Linked DNA regions of Mus musculus: regions 1, 2 and 3 are each linked to region 4. The links are chromatin contacts, called in public ChIA-PET and HiCAR-type maps. All regions are on one chromosome and are shown on one strand. Each heading gives the region's core, a stretch centred on a gene start, on an enhancer-like site or on the middle of the called end of the contact. The rest is flanking DNA. Distances are from core to core; before and after follow the strand shown. Region 1 has its middle 54 kb from the start of Rubcnl. Region 2 holds the start of Lrrc63 (leucine rich repeat containing 63). Region 3 overlaps Lcp1 (lymphocyte cytosolic protein 1). Region 4 holds the start of Slc25a30 (solute carrier family 25, member 30).

Region 1 (2,800 bases), core at 88-2,587, 720 kb after region 4:
AAAGTGTGAGTGAAATGAGGAATTCTTCTGTGTGGTAGTTTTATTTAGGTCACAGCAACACAAAGTCTGACTGGCACACTATCTAAACCACAGCCCATTCCATACCAGCCAGCCCCAAGCAATCAGGGTACCCTTTCATTAAGAACCAGCAAGGTTCCCATCTTCAAAGTCCTATGAAAACTAAACAGACCCAAATCCTAGTCTCAGCACAGTGCTCAGTGGGAGGCTGCTGAACACACTCTTGACACACAATTCCAGGTGCCTGAATGTTCCCTGGTCCTGAAGAAACACACTAGATTTATCCCCCTCCCTCAAAGGCATGTGTCATTCTCTTATTCAAAGAGATTCTTAATTTTTTATGACATTATCTCTAAATTGGACCCTGGCCTCTAATTTACATAATTTTCAGACATCTCAGGAAATCTATTTAAAAATCCAATGGGAATTGAGTGGGCGACGGGCTCCAAGGCATAGGTAGCCAAGCCTCCCTGGCTGTAACAGTTTTCTGGTTCACTGGCAGACAGGGCTCCAGGCCTCTGCGCCGACACACTGTAGCAAATTTCAACTAGAAAGACCTTTGATACTTTTTCATCAAAAATCATACCTAAGGATTGGCGGATGCTACCTGCTTCTCTCGCCACTCAGTGAAACACTTCAAGCTCACATCTCTGTTTTACAGGTAACTTTATCAAGTAAGGAAACAGCAGACCCTGAACAGCAAGATAACAGAGCGATACATAGAAGTGTGGTTGAGCCTCTGTTACAGAACGCTGGTTTCTTTCCGCAAACCTTTTGACCCCTCCAAGTTGTACCTTAGAAGGTGACATTATTCCCCTTCCCATCCTACTGAGCCTCCAAACTGAGTCGAATCTTGGAAAATATTGACTGATCCATTATGGAGGAAACAGTATCTCCATGTGGCTACTGGAATTTTTCTTATATTCAACTCCATTTTCTGGTAGCTTAACTTTATAAACTTTTTAAATTTTATGAAGCATAAATACAGCATGAATCCCACTAAGACATGACATCCTCTACTTGGGGCTGGCCTACATGGTTTGTCTTGAGGGGGAGGGGAGGGGACAAAAAGGGAGGGGAGGGGACAAAATGGGAGGAGAGGGGAGGGGAAAGGTTTTAAAGAAAGGGAAACCTTAATGTACCAATCCTTCCTCCTCCTGTGGCTTGTTGCAGAAAAGGGAACCCTCTGGTAGGCCCTGAGAAACTGGACAGTCGTTGGCTCTCCTCAACCTTCCTTACCGAGATACTGCCTCCGAGAACAGACATAGGTGACAGGAAACATGTGGGCTTGCATGTGTCAGAACTAGCTTGAGTCTTGCAGGTCTGTATGGTTGTCCTAGTGCAAGCCACAGTATTGTGTCCCAGCCATGACAGTAACTGTGTGAACCTCCATAAATAGTCACCAAAACCCAACACTTAAGTTTATTCTGAAGAAAGCAGGTCCACCAGTCAGGGGCTGAGCTCCCCACTACAGAGGGTCTGCTGTTCCCCTCCCCCCTTGCCATGCCGTTCTTAGGGCTTCCGCAAGTTGCATCAAGCAGGATGACTGATGGGTGTTGCAAGCAGTAGAAACCACAGTCTGCCAACCCCCGTGGCCCCTCCCTGCTGCCCTCCCTCAACCCTTTCCTGGCAAATAATATCTAATATCTGGTGCAGCACAAAAGATCAATGCCTTCTGCAACGATTGTGTCTCTAAAATTAGTGATCGGGCAAGGGAAGAAAAAAAAATCAAATTCCCAGCTCTTTTAGACTACATTTGAATTGTAAGTGCCATGGTCATCAAATGCAAACTATCATCTTTGGGTCCATCTGTAAACAGAACACCTTAAAGGAGGAAACAGCAGGCTAGGAGGAAGACACTGCAGAAGCAGCCTTCCTGCTTTGACCAGCTTGTTTTTCCAGAAGATTCTGCCAGTGAATACCATAACACTACCAAGGGGCTCTCCAAGGGGCGTGTCTTGAAAAGGCGATGAAGCAGCTGCTCTGCGAAGGCAGTCACACACTCAGATGGCAGGAGTTTCCTGTTGCTGCTGTAACAACCACAAACCAGTGGCTTCGAATGAATCACGACCTTAGCAGCTCACAACTCCGAAGCTCCGAAGCTTGAAATGGGGGTCTTGGGGTTAATGCTGGTGGGTTAGTGCTGGTGGTGGCTTCCCTACTGCATGGTCAGCTGACCAGAAATGTTAATTCAACCAGGAACTCCAGTTCCGTCAATTGCGGGTTGCATGACCTCAGCGCATGCTCCAGGGATTTGGATGTAGGTGTAGGGTGAGTTTGGGGTGGGAGCCCTTTCTGTCTGCCACAGAGGGACACTTTAGCCTTCACCCTCGCCCTCCACACCACCCTCTACTCCTCGCATACCTCACCATTGACGCCACCCCCACACCACGCCTCTTCACCCTCCACCCTCACCCACTCTCCACCCGACCCGTGTCGTCCCCCCCCCCCCTTCCTCCACACCATACTTCCTTCCCAAGGCAACCTGGCTGTTTTGGCAACATCTCTACTTCAGATGGAGCCTATAGGTGGCTCATCGGGGCCCCCTGCTGAAATGCATCTTCTCTGGGGCATTTCAGGGGTGGTCAGGATGTCGACTGAGGGCAGCTAACCTCTGCTTCACGAAGAAGCATCACAACCACGACTAACAGGGATTTAGTTCCTGCGGCATGAGCAGCCATCAGGACCCTCAAACTTCTGTGCCACCTTATGAAAATTATTTTTAATAACTCTCTGGGCAATTTGCTAATTATTTCAAGTTTCCAGGATTTCCAATATCTGT
Region 2 (3,062 bases), core at 96-2,595, 660 kb after region 4:
CATTTGAAACACATCTGTCATTGAAACTGAATTCCAGTAGGTCTCAGCTTTTAAGAATAGACTGCCCACACCTTTATCCTTAAGAATAGAAACATTTCTGCTGTTTACAAAATAATGAACAATATACATTACTTGAGACAAACGTGGCCACCAGATTTGCCTTTCTGTCTGCTTCCTGTCTTTCAGGGAAACCAAGCAATGTAAAACAAACACAGACGAAAGTGAAATAAAATCCCTGGTTTGGAAAGGGTACCTAGTAAACAACAAAGTAATCTACATAACAAAACCACCAACCAACACACCACAGGACAACAGTTGTACAGCATTACCCAGATTCATCTTTAATTATTTTCCCATTGGTTCAAAATATATGCTTGCTCTTAGGAGAAAAAGGAAGACTTGGTTAGTAAACGAATCTAGAAGTCTCTGATTTCCCAAGGTGCTATTGAAATTCCCACACCCTTATTTAAGAAGAGAAACACTTAAGGGAGGTGACTGGAAGGAAGTGCCCCTTACTTGAATTCTCAGTTGGATTTTCCCGTCTCTGTAATAGGTTCTTTCCAGTTTTCGTTCTCAAATCTCCAGAGAAGCAAGCACATACAGGCAAACAAGCGCGGTATATCTACCACTGAACATGGAGACAGCACCAACACCGGTAATCACAGCCAACCACCGTGACAGTGAGACCTGGGTGTCCTTTTAAAGAGCTTTGGAACCACTCACTGCCTTACAGCTCTCGGTTCCCACACAGTTCCACTTCCACCAAGAACTTTAAAAACAGAAAGACAAACCAGGTTGCACCCAAGAGACAAGAAGGAAAACAGAACGTGCGATTTGGAGACAAGGGTTTTACTGCAAAATGAGTAACGGTGGCCAGCTGCCCAAAAGTGTAGCCGTATTAGAAAATGCCAACCCAGTCTCCAGACACCGGTGTCAAGTCATGGAGAAAAGTAAGTAAATAATAGTGGCCACTGTTTTAAGAGTAAGAATAGTAATAACGATTGTCACCACAGCCTTCCGTACAGCTACACGTGGAGCCACTCCTCCCGGCTCCACCACTTCAGCCTCCGGGCATCCTGCGCTGCCCGCAGCAGAATTAGGGGCCACTGGCCTAAGGTGGCGAAATCAGTGGGTGGATCGAGTGGGCGGGGCAGATGGGCGGGGCTCAATGCCCCGCCCCTAGTTCCCGACGTGCCCAACCCTCGTGCGCCTGCGCTTCTTACCGGGCTAGCTGGGGGGGGGGGGTGTGCGGGTGCGGGGGGGTGGGGAAGTGTTGGGGGGCGGGGACTAGTTGGTGGTCCTTACTATGAGCGTAATTCGGCTGTAGCAGGGCTTGGGGATGCTGCTAAAGGAGCTGCGTCCAGCACAAACATGGAATTAGACCTAACTGGAGACCTCGCTAGACAGTCACTGGCAGCCAGGACTCAGGGATAAAGGAGATGGACGTGGGAAATCTGGTCTGTGTGCTTGAAGGCAGGGTCCGTAGGAGCTGGACACTTGGGGACTGGGGGGTGGTGATGGGGTCTCCCCACCAACTAGAAAAGGAAACTTGTGGCGGGCGGGCACGCGCTACCAGCCGACAAATCAGGAGCGAGCGCTGGCCTGCAGTTACCTTTCGCGGGTAAACCGCTCTTCTGCACCGCACCAGGGTTCCCTGCCTGCCGGGCATTCCGCGGAGCTGCACTGTGCCAGGCACTTTTGAGGTTGCCCTGAAAACAAAGACTTATTTTGGGCGGTGGGGCGTGGGGGGGGGGGCGGAGGACAGCTGGTGTCCTTATTTCCCTATTCTCTGGGATTCCCCGCCATCCTGGAACATCTCATTGTATTAAAAAGCCTGTCTTATTTTGGAGTTGCATAATTATGGACAAATTAAGTCAGCTGAGAGTTAAAACAAGCCATCGCCATACAAGAAAACCGTTTGTGTATGGTTAGATACTGTGGGATTTCAGAGGCCTTTACCTTCTTTTTTTTTTTTTTTTCCAAAATCCCTTCTAAGTCTATACTGATAATATTTGGGAGGTAGTGAATGAAATGCCAATGCCTATATTGCAGGGAGAGAGGTCACCATTTACTGACTGAAAATAGCGTTGGCTGGTTGAATTTCATACTCACACGGGAAATGTTAGCAAGGTCTAGATTAATAATAGAATATGTTTTATCTATATTAATTATTAATCTAAATTTTTAAAAGAAACCACCCTTCCCCGTGTAGCCCAGGCTGACCCTCCTGTCTCAGGCTTTCAAGTGTTGGGCTTACAAATGTATTTCCCAACTTCTAATTTTAAGCAAATTGGAAAGCAGGGGGATTTGGCTCAGTGATATGGCCTTGCATGAGACCAGAGTTTCAATATCCAGTACAGAAAGAAAACGTTAAACTTTTTGAATGCCTCTCTGTCTTTCTTAAGCTCCATGCTTAAGCCTGTATTAAAAATATGCCATTTTAAAAGTACTTCAAAAATAAATTTTAAATGATTTTTTTTACTCTTTCCCCCCCCCCCCTCCTTACAATGCTAGCCTGCTTAAACTCAGTATCATAGCAACTCAGAATGGTTTCCGTAAGGATATTTTCTAAGTGATAACCACTTCTTTTCAGTAACGATTCGTTCTCAGGAAGTTCAGTTCTCACTTAACCAGCAGCTATGAAAAAGAGCATTTATCGCTCACTCAAAACCCAGCAGCATCCACTACTTCTGCGAAGACCCTTACCTCCAAAGCTCCCTAAAGTACCTTTATTAAAAAAGAAAGTTCGTATAGTACATACAGGTATGTACAGATATGTGTATTAACCTTGGTGTGTTTTTTTTCCATAGAAATCCCTTGCTTTACTTAATTTACAATCTCAGTAAAGACAGTTACTAATAGCCATACGGAAAAATGTTTATCATAAGGTGACAACAACCAAGAATCAGTTCTATAGGTGTGCTCATTGATTGATCCTCATTCGTGGACTTGTCAAATATGAGTTTACTTACTGCTAAAATCCCCAAATCAATAGTTCTTCTGTTCATGGGAACGTGTGTTTAGATAAGCGAAAATACAAGTTCCACAACACGCATGAACCC
Region 3 (2,942 bases), core at 61-2,560, 610 kb after region 4:
TCAAACATGAGCTAAATGAGGAAATCTCTTAATTTTCTGATTTAGCTTTATTTTGAGATTTGATTGGTACATCCCCTATATGTGCAGAGGGGCCTGCAGTCCTCAGGTGAAAAAAAAAAAAAAAAAAGGAAAAGGCGACTTGAGAATTTTCTAAGAATACAGAGTGATTAAGTAATGTTCCTAACATGTGTACTTGCGTTCACTTCATAAACAAAGGCCTATCTGGGGAATTCAGCTTATGTAAGGATTGCTGGGTAGTATGCCTGTAACTGCATTTAAAATACAATGATGGACTGGTGTCATTTATTTCTGAAGTCTACAGTTACCGTATCATTTCTTATATTTCCCGAAGCCGTTGTCCATTTGGCGCTGTGAGGCTCAAATGAAGACTGGAGCCTTGGAAAAGGAGGGGAGCAAGCTCTGAGGACAATGACTGCCACGTGTCCCCTCAGAGCAGTCGCCACAAGGACTCAGGGAGCATGAAAGTAGGAAGTGAAATCGGAGGCCTTCCTGTTATGTAACGAATTCATTAAAAAAAAAAAAAAAAGTGACAACTATTCATTCCAGTCAATATCTTCAGCAGCCCTGTGCGCCGGCGGAGAGAGGGAACTCCGCTCTATATGTGCGACAGGACAGGGGGGAAAATATTAAGAAGATGCAACGCTGACCTGAAGGCAAAGCCTTAGGCAAACTTCAGTCAGTGGAGGAAGCAAGCTGAGGACCTGCCTTTCCAAGAGGCCCTTGAAAAGTCAGACAATTCAGGGGGAAGATCATTGAAGAAACAGCGAGAAAGAGTGAAACAGCATGGAACTTTCTGGTGGCTTGCGGTCTAGCGCGGCGCCCAGAACCAGAACGTGGGTTGGTAAGACGTGGGAGGGGGAGGGGAGAGGTTCAACAAGAAGGAAGTGGCATGAAAGAAGGCTGAGGAAGTGGGCTGAGGCAAATGCGTGAAGGCACCAAAAATTCTTAGCAAAACTGTTAATGAATCATCCCACCGTTACATGAAATGTGCCAAGGAACCTATTTATGAATATCAAACTCCTTTGGGGTGTCTGGCGATTTTTTTCCTTTCTCTGTCTTGAACACCTGTACACACACACTCTCTCTGTCTCTGCTCTCTCTCTTCTCCTTCACACACACACACACACACACACACACACACACACATTAGGCTTTTCGATGTGTCTCCAGGATGATAGCTTCTCCCAGCATGCTCCACGGAAGGCGGACCCTGCAGCCAGCACAGTCCCGGGGCACCCGAAATCCAGACCAACTCCTGCCCCACCCTGACCCTTGTGCCCTTGGACCTTAGGTAACTTCAGCTCACTCCCGATAGCTCAAGGCACTGGAGAGGATTCCAGGAAGTCATGTGGTTACACAAACTAAGCACTTAAAAGTAACCGCATTGGTGGCAGTCGGCTCTCCAGCTTTACACATTCCATATCCACAAACTCGATTAAGTTCAGATGAAACATTCTAAAAAAAAAGAGTTGGACGTGCACAGCCAGAATACACACTAACATTTTCCTTCTTACCACTCCGCCCCCCCCCTCCGCCCCCCAGGTCGATACAGTACAGGGTTCTACATTTGAGCGGCCTGAGCATGCGCATCTCTGAGGCCCTGCACAGGTCCCCTTCCTGTTCTAGTTTAAACACACGCGCGGGCCACCCTTCTCCAAACGGTTCTGAGGTAGAAGTATCAATCAGGTTAAAACACTGGGATCCTTTTTAATCTAACAGTCCTGACTGTTGCAAGGTACAACATACAAAGGAGACGAAGTTTAAAACACTCCTGCCAGACAGGGACTGCTAACGAAATGTCATCAGAGACCACTGCAAACTGCCACCGTAGAACCTGAGGTCCGGAAGAGCCCTCCCTCCCTCGTGCTGCTACCATGAGTAAGACGCTGTGCTCTGTAGGCAGGCATGGCAGGTGGATGCTTCAGCAAGCCAAACGTGGTTGGCACTAACTCTGCCATATTCAGTGTTATTCCTTCCCAAATGTAAGGGGGAAATGTTGACAAGCCTTCACAGCATTTTTTTTTAAATTACATTCTTATTACTATCTCTGATGAAAATCTTTGGAGTACGTTTTTTTTCCCCCTAGTATTTTCTGGACCTTAAGCCTCTCCTCCGGAGACCCCACTGTTTTTTGGGTTAGTTTTACTTTTTGCCTTGAAACCAGCCAGGCAGATGAGTACTGCAAGTAAAGAAAGATTAATGGCCAGACACCAAAACTTCCAGAAATTCACTCTTCATAGAAAAAAGTGGTGAATTCCATTTAAATTTAGCTATGCAGACATCCTTTTTTAAAAAGTTCATTTAATAGAAGCCAATTACAGTAAATTCTTGGTAAATTTGACCTCAAGGTGTGTGTTGACAAGTCATCACTTTTTTTTTCTTTTTCTTGTTTTGGTTTTTTGTTGTTGTTGTTGTTTGTTTGTTTGTTTGTCTTGCTTCTGATTTTGGTTTTAAGTTGTCCTGCTAGAGTGGTTTCCAACAGTTAGAAACACAGGTTTTCACCATGTGTGCAGGACAGTGTATATGTAACATCAGTCCTGGGCTTGACTGACAGTTCTAAATGAATACAAGCTGAGAGATGGTACAATACTTCGAGGCTATATGCTTCAGTCGCTTAAAAGAATTCCCTGTGTAGACAGGACCTTTCCTCCAAAATGTAGAGACATTCATTTGCATGGCCTTCAGCCTTAACAAATAATCCAGACAGCCCTACAAGAAGTAGCAGAAGCCAGCAACACAATTGCTCTTGTTTTTTGGAGACTGAATGGAGAAGACCTCTCATATTTTGTGTAGTCAGAAAACATGGGCATTAAAAACCTCATTGTCAAAAATCACTCACACTGCCAGGCCACCCTTGGTAACATACGACCTAAGATGTTAACATATCCACCAACTGACTCTAAGGAAGATTTAAAAAAAAA
Region 4 (2,789 bases), core at 284-2,783:
CAATACCTTCTATCAGAAGCTGATATACAAGGAGCCCCAAGGGAAAACCCTTTGCTTGCTTGCCTTTGCCTCTTGCTAGTGAGCGCTTCTGTCATTGCTTCTAAATTCCTTTGCTGGCACCAGAACCAGGCTTCATTGGCTCTCCAAGATGGACTGAAGGCCATTGGTTCTACAGGAGCCTTGGCATCAGATTGGGACTACTGAGGCACCCAGGCTGCTGGTATGAGCAGCTGCCAGGTCCCCCAGCCTTTTCACATTGCAGGCAGCCATCCTTGGACTGACTACCCAGACCATATCATGTGAGGTGGCTGAATAAATCCCCTTTGAATATAGTCATTATATTGGTTCTTTTTCTAAAGAGAACCCAACTACACTGTTTTATGTTATGTGACACAATATAAAAGGAAACACACAGAAGAACTTTATAACAAAACTTTCCAAGGACAATCGGCAAGGACTATTGAGAACTGGTTTTGAGAACTGGTAGGCATTGTGCTGGAGAGCAGAGAGTGCTAGACGATAAAACATCCCCAGGACACAGAAGCAAGGGCTTCCAAGAAACAAACCCAGCAGTCCACATCCGTTTTCAATGCAAAGAGGAGGGGCTTTGTTGAGGAGATAGGAACCTTGAACAAGCCGCATCTTGCTCTATGCACCTTGCTCCGTAGGTAACAATGACAAACTGGCAGAGTGCATGTCCAGAAATGAAGGAAGTCTTGTGAATATCCGCCATTGTTCTAAAGGTTTCTAAATTTAATCACGAGGAAATAATCCCACGAATCCAGAACTTGACAAGACAATTGGTCTGGACCGCAACTATGCCAAAGTTAAGAAGAGTTTAGGAAACTAGAGGCTCCGGTCAGATTGTAAATAAATAGCTAATGAAAAAAAGAAAAAGAAAACGAGAGCTCTGGTTTAAGAAGTTTACGAGAGGTGAATTCAGATGCATTGGGTTGATTTTTAGTAGCTCCCGAGTTTCCTGTGCGCATGTGTGGATGACCTTTTGAGACAGCAAGGGGATATAAATATTATCATATTTATATGGGATATGATTGAAAATGTACTCAGTCTCTTGTATATGATAAGTGGTAATTTTTCAAGAGTTCGGTGTGAAAGGAATAGACACAGAAAGAATGCAAGAGTTGCGAAATGCTAGCGTTGGTGAGTCTGGGCTCTCAGTTTTCAGTCAGCACATTTCAAATTATAAAGCTCTATGTTAAAAACAGTGAACGCAAGATGATTCTTTGCGACTGCCGAGGTTCTGGGAGACACGGAGAAGCCCCTCTGAAGAAGAGTCTGTGGCTTCCCGGCTTCCCCTTCACAGACCGAAGGCAGTGGGGAGCAGCGAGCAGCCCGCAGCTCGGTTCCCAGCAGTGAGAGCCTGAGAACCCCAGTCTGGTTGCTTCTGGGACCCGCTCTTCCTGGGTCTCCTTGGCTGTGGCTGGAGGCGTGGCCTTGAGGGAGCCGGTGTCGACAGTGACCAATGAGAACGTGGTGTGGGCGTGTCCGGGCGAGAAGCGGGCGGAGCCGTTCCCGGCTTGGGCCGCGCCCGCCGTTCGGCGGCCTTTTCTTCCGCTCCCGCACCGAGGTGCTCCCAGGCGGCTGCACTGGCTCCGAGGAGTAGCAGGAGGAGCTCCGCCGCGGGGTGAGTTCCCGGCCGCGCTGCTGCCTTGTGGACCTGGCCAGAGAACCGCTGCGGCGGGTTTGCTCCGGGCTGAAGTGCGCTGGGGTTCGCGGGCTGGGGTTCGGTGGGTACGAGGTTCCGGAGCCCGGGCTCGCTCTGGGACCCGGGCTCGCTCCCGGGTTCTAGTGGTTCTGCGGGATCTGCGGAGGATGGCTGAGGGGGGCGTCCGGGAGGCTCAAGGGTTGCACCCTTTGCTGCGACACTTCTTCCTCCCACCGGTGTGCGCCCCTCCCATCCGTGGGCAGAGACGGTGCAGCTTCAGCACCCGCGAGCTCAGTACCCGGGATAGGGCTCTTCATCCATTGAATTGCTGGTGTAGGGCTGGGGATGTTGCTCAGTGGTTGAGCTATTTATTGTATACAGGGTCCCGGGTTCAATCATCAGCGTTGCTAAATAGGCGGTTAATAAACAATGTCCATTTTCTTTAAGGTAATGGGGCGCGCGCGTACACACACACACACACACACACACACACACAAATTGCTCGTGAAACAACAAGCTAGGTTGCTGCTTGCGAGTTCGCAAGAACCTGTCAAATGAATTGCTCGAAAAGTTAACGTGCTAATGCGTTTTAAAGGCTTTTTAGGTGTAATTTCAGGCAAAACACTCAGTAGTCAGGATTGTTCTTGCCTAAGAATAGCAAAACAATGCTAGAACGAACGCCCTTGTAGATTCTACATTCGGAGATGTGTTAGTGTGAAGCTGAAAGGCATGGATTTAGATCTTAGCAGTGGCACTGCCAACTTTTGTAACATGGGCTTAATTATCTCGTGAAAAAATGGTACTATTTCTAAAATGTTTTTAAAACACCATATTTCATAAGTATGTGTTGAGTTTGGTTTTTTCTTTTTTTTACCTGTACACTTAAAAAAAGATTCACCCAGTCTTATTTATGTGTCTGTGAGTTTATATGCGAAGTACTTTTGGAAGTCAGAATGCATCAGATTCTCTAAAACAGGAGTTCTAAGCAGGTGTGAGCCACTTGATGTGGATAGTGGGAATCGAACCCTGGTCCTCTGGAAGAACAGGCTGAGCCATCTCTCGGCCCCTCACTGTGTGCTTTTAATGAAGAATAGGAATAGGAAAGGCTTATGAAAAGACAGTG

Evidence for each region. ChIA-PET counts read pairs in DNA pulled down with a chosen protein or histone mark. HiCAR-type assays count read pairs that join an accessible place to other places.
Region 1: an RNA polymerase II ChIA-PET map of effector CD8 T cells shows a contact between it and region 4, with 11 read pairs. The contact joins the enhancer-like site here to the promoter of Slc25a30 in region 4. A contact is called at or near these places in 1 of 484 Hi-C or Micro-C datasets (cerebellum), 4 of 115 datasets of contacts at active chromatin or transcription factors (astrocytes, bone marrow-derived macrophages, effector CD8 T cells and 1 more) and 1 of 9 other capture datasets (liver).
Region 2: a contact with region 4 is called in a HiCAR-type map of astrocytes, with 3 times the contacts expected there. The contact joins the promoter of Lrrc63 here to the promoter of Slc25a30 in region 4. A contact is called at or near these places in 1 of 39 promoter capture datasets (cranial neural crest) and 2 of 115 datasets of contacts at active chromatin or transcription factors (astrocytes and memory CD8 T cells).
Region 3: a contact with region 4 is called in an RNA polymerase II ChIA-PET map of memory CD8 T cells, with 590 read pairs. The contact joins the enhancer-like site here to the promoter of Slc25a30 in region 4. A contact is called at or near these places in 5 of 115 datasets of contacts at active chromatin or transcription factors (bone marrow-derived dendritic cells, bone marrow-derived macrophages, embryonic stem cells and 2 more).

The regions. Positions count from the first base shown.
Region 1 is chr14:75,068,263-75,071,062 of GRCm38.p6, reverse strand. No RefSeq gene overlaps it. Among named protein-coding and RNA genes, the nearest start is that of Rubcnl, 54 kb to the right of the region's middle. Within about 2 kb of position 1,337, at least 123 of the 459 cell types and tissues checked have an H3K27ac peak or open chromatin away from gene starts, as enhancers often do. A contact at or near this core is called in bone marrow-derived macrophages and effector CD8 T cells, where this site is marked.
Region 2 is chr14:75,129,166-75,132,227 of GRCm38.p6, reverse strand. Lrrc63 (leucine rich repeat containing 63) reads left to right here and starts at 1,345. Exons shown (of 10, transcript NM_027581.1): 1 at 1,345-1,457; 2 at 2,594-2,763. The coding sequence starts at 2,640. It also overlaps a transcript of Lcp1 not described here.
Region 3 is chr14:75,177,394-75,180,335 of GRCm38.p6, reverse strand. The region is part of intron 2 of Lcp1 (lymphocyte cytosolic protein 1); the gene reads right to left. Among named protein-coding and RNA genes, the nearest start is that of Gm15628, 42 kb to the right of the region's middle. Within about 2 kb of position 1,310, at least 161 of the 459 cell types and tissues checked have an H3K27ac peak or open chromatin away from gene starts, as enhancers often do. A contact at or near this core is called in bone marrow-derived macrophages and memory CD8 T cells, where this site is marked.
Region 4 is chr14:75,785,781-75,788,569 of GRCm38.p6, reverse strand. Slc25a30 (solute carrier family 25, member 30) reads left to right here and starts at 1,533. Exons shown (of 10, transcript NM_026232.3): 1 at 1,533-1,645.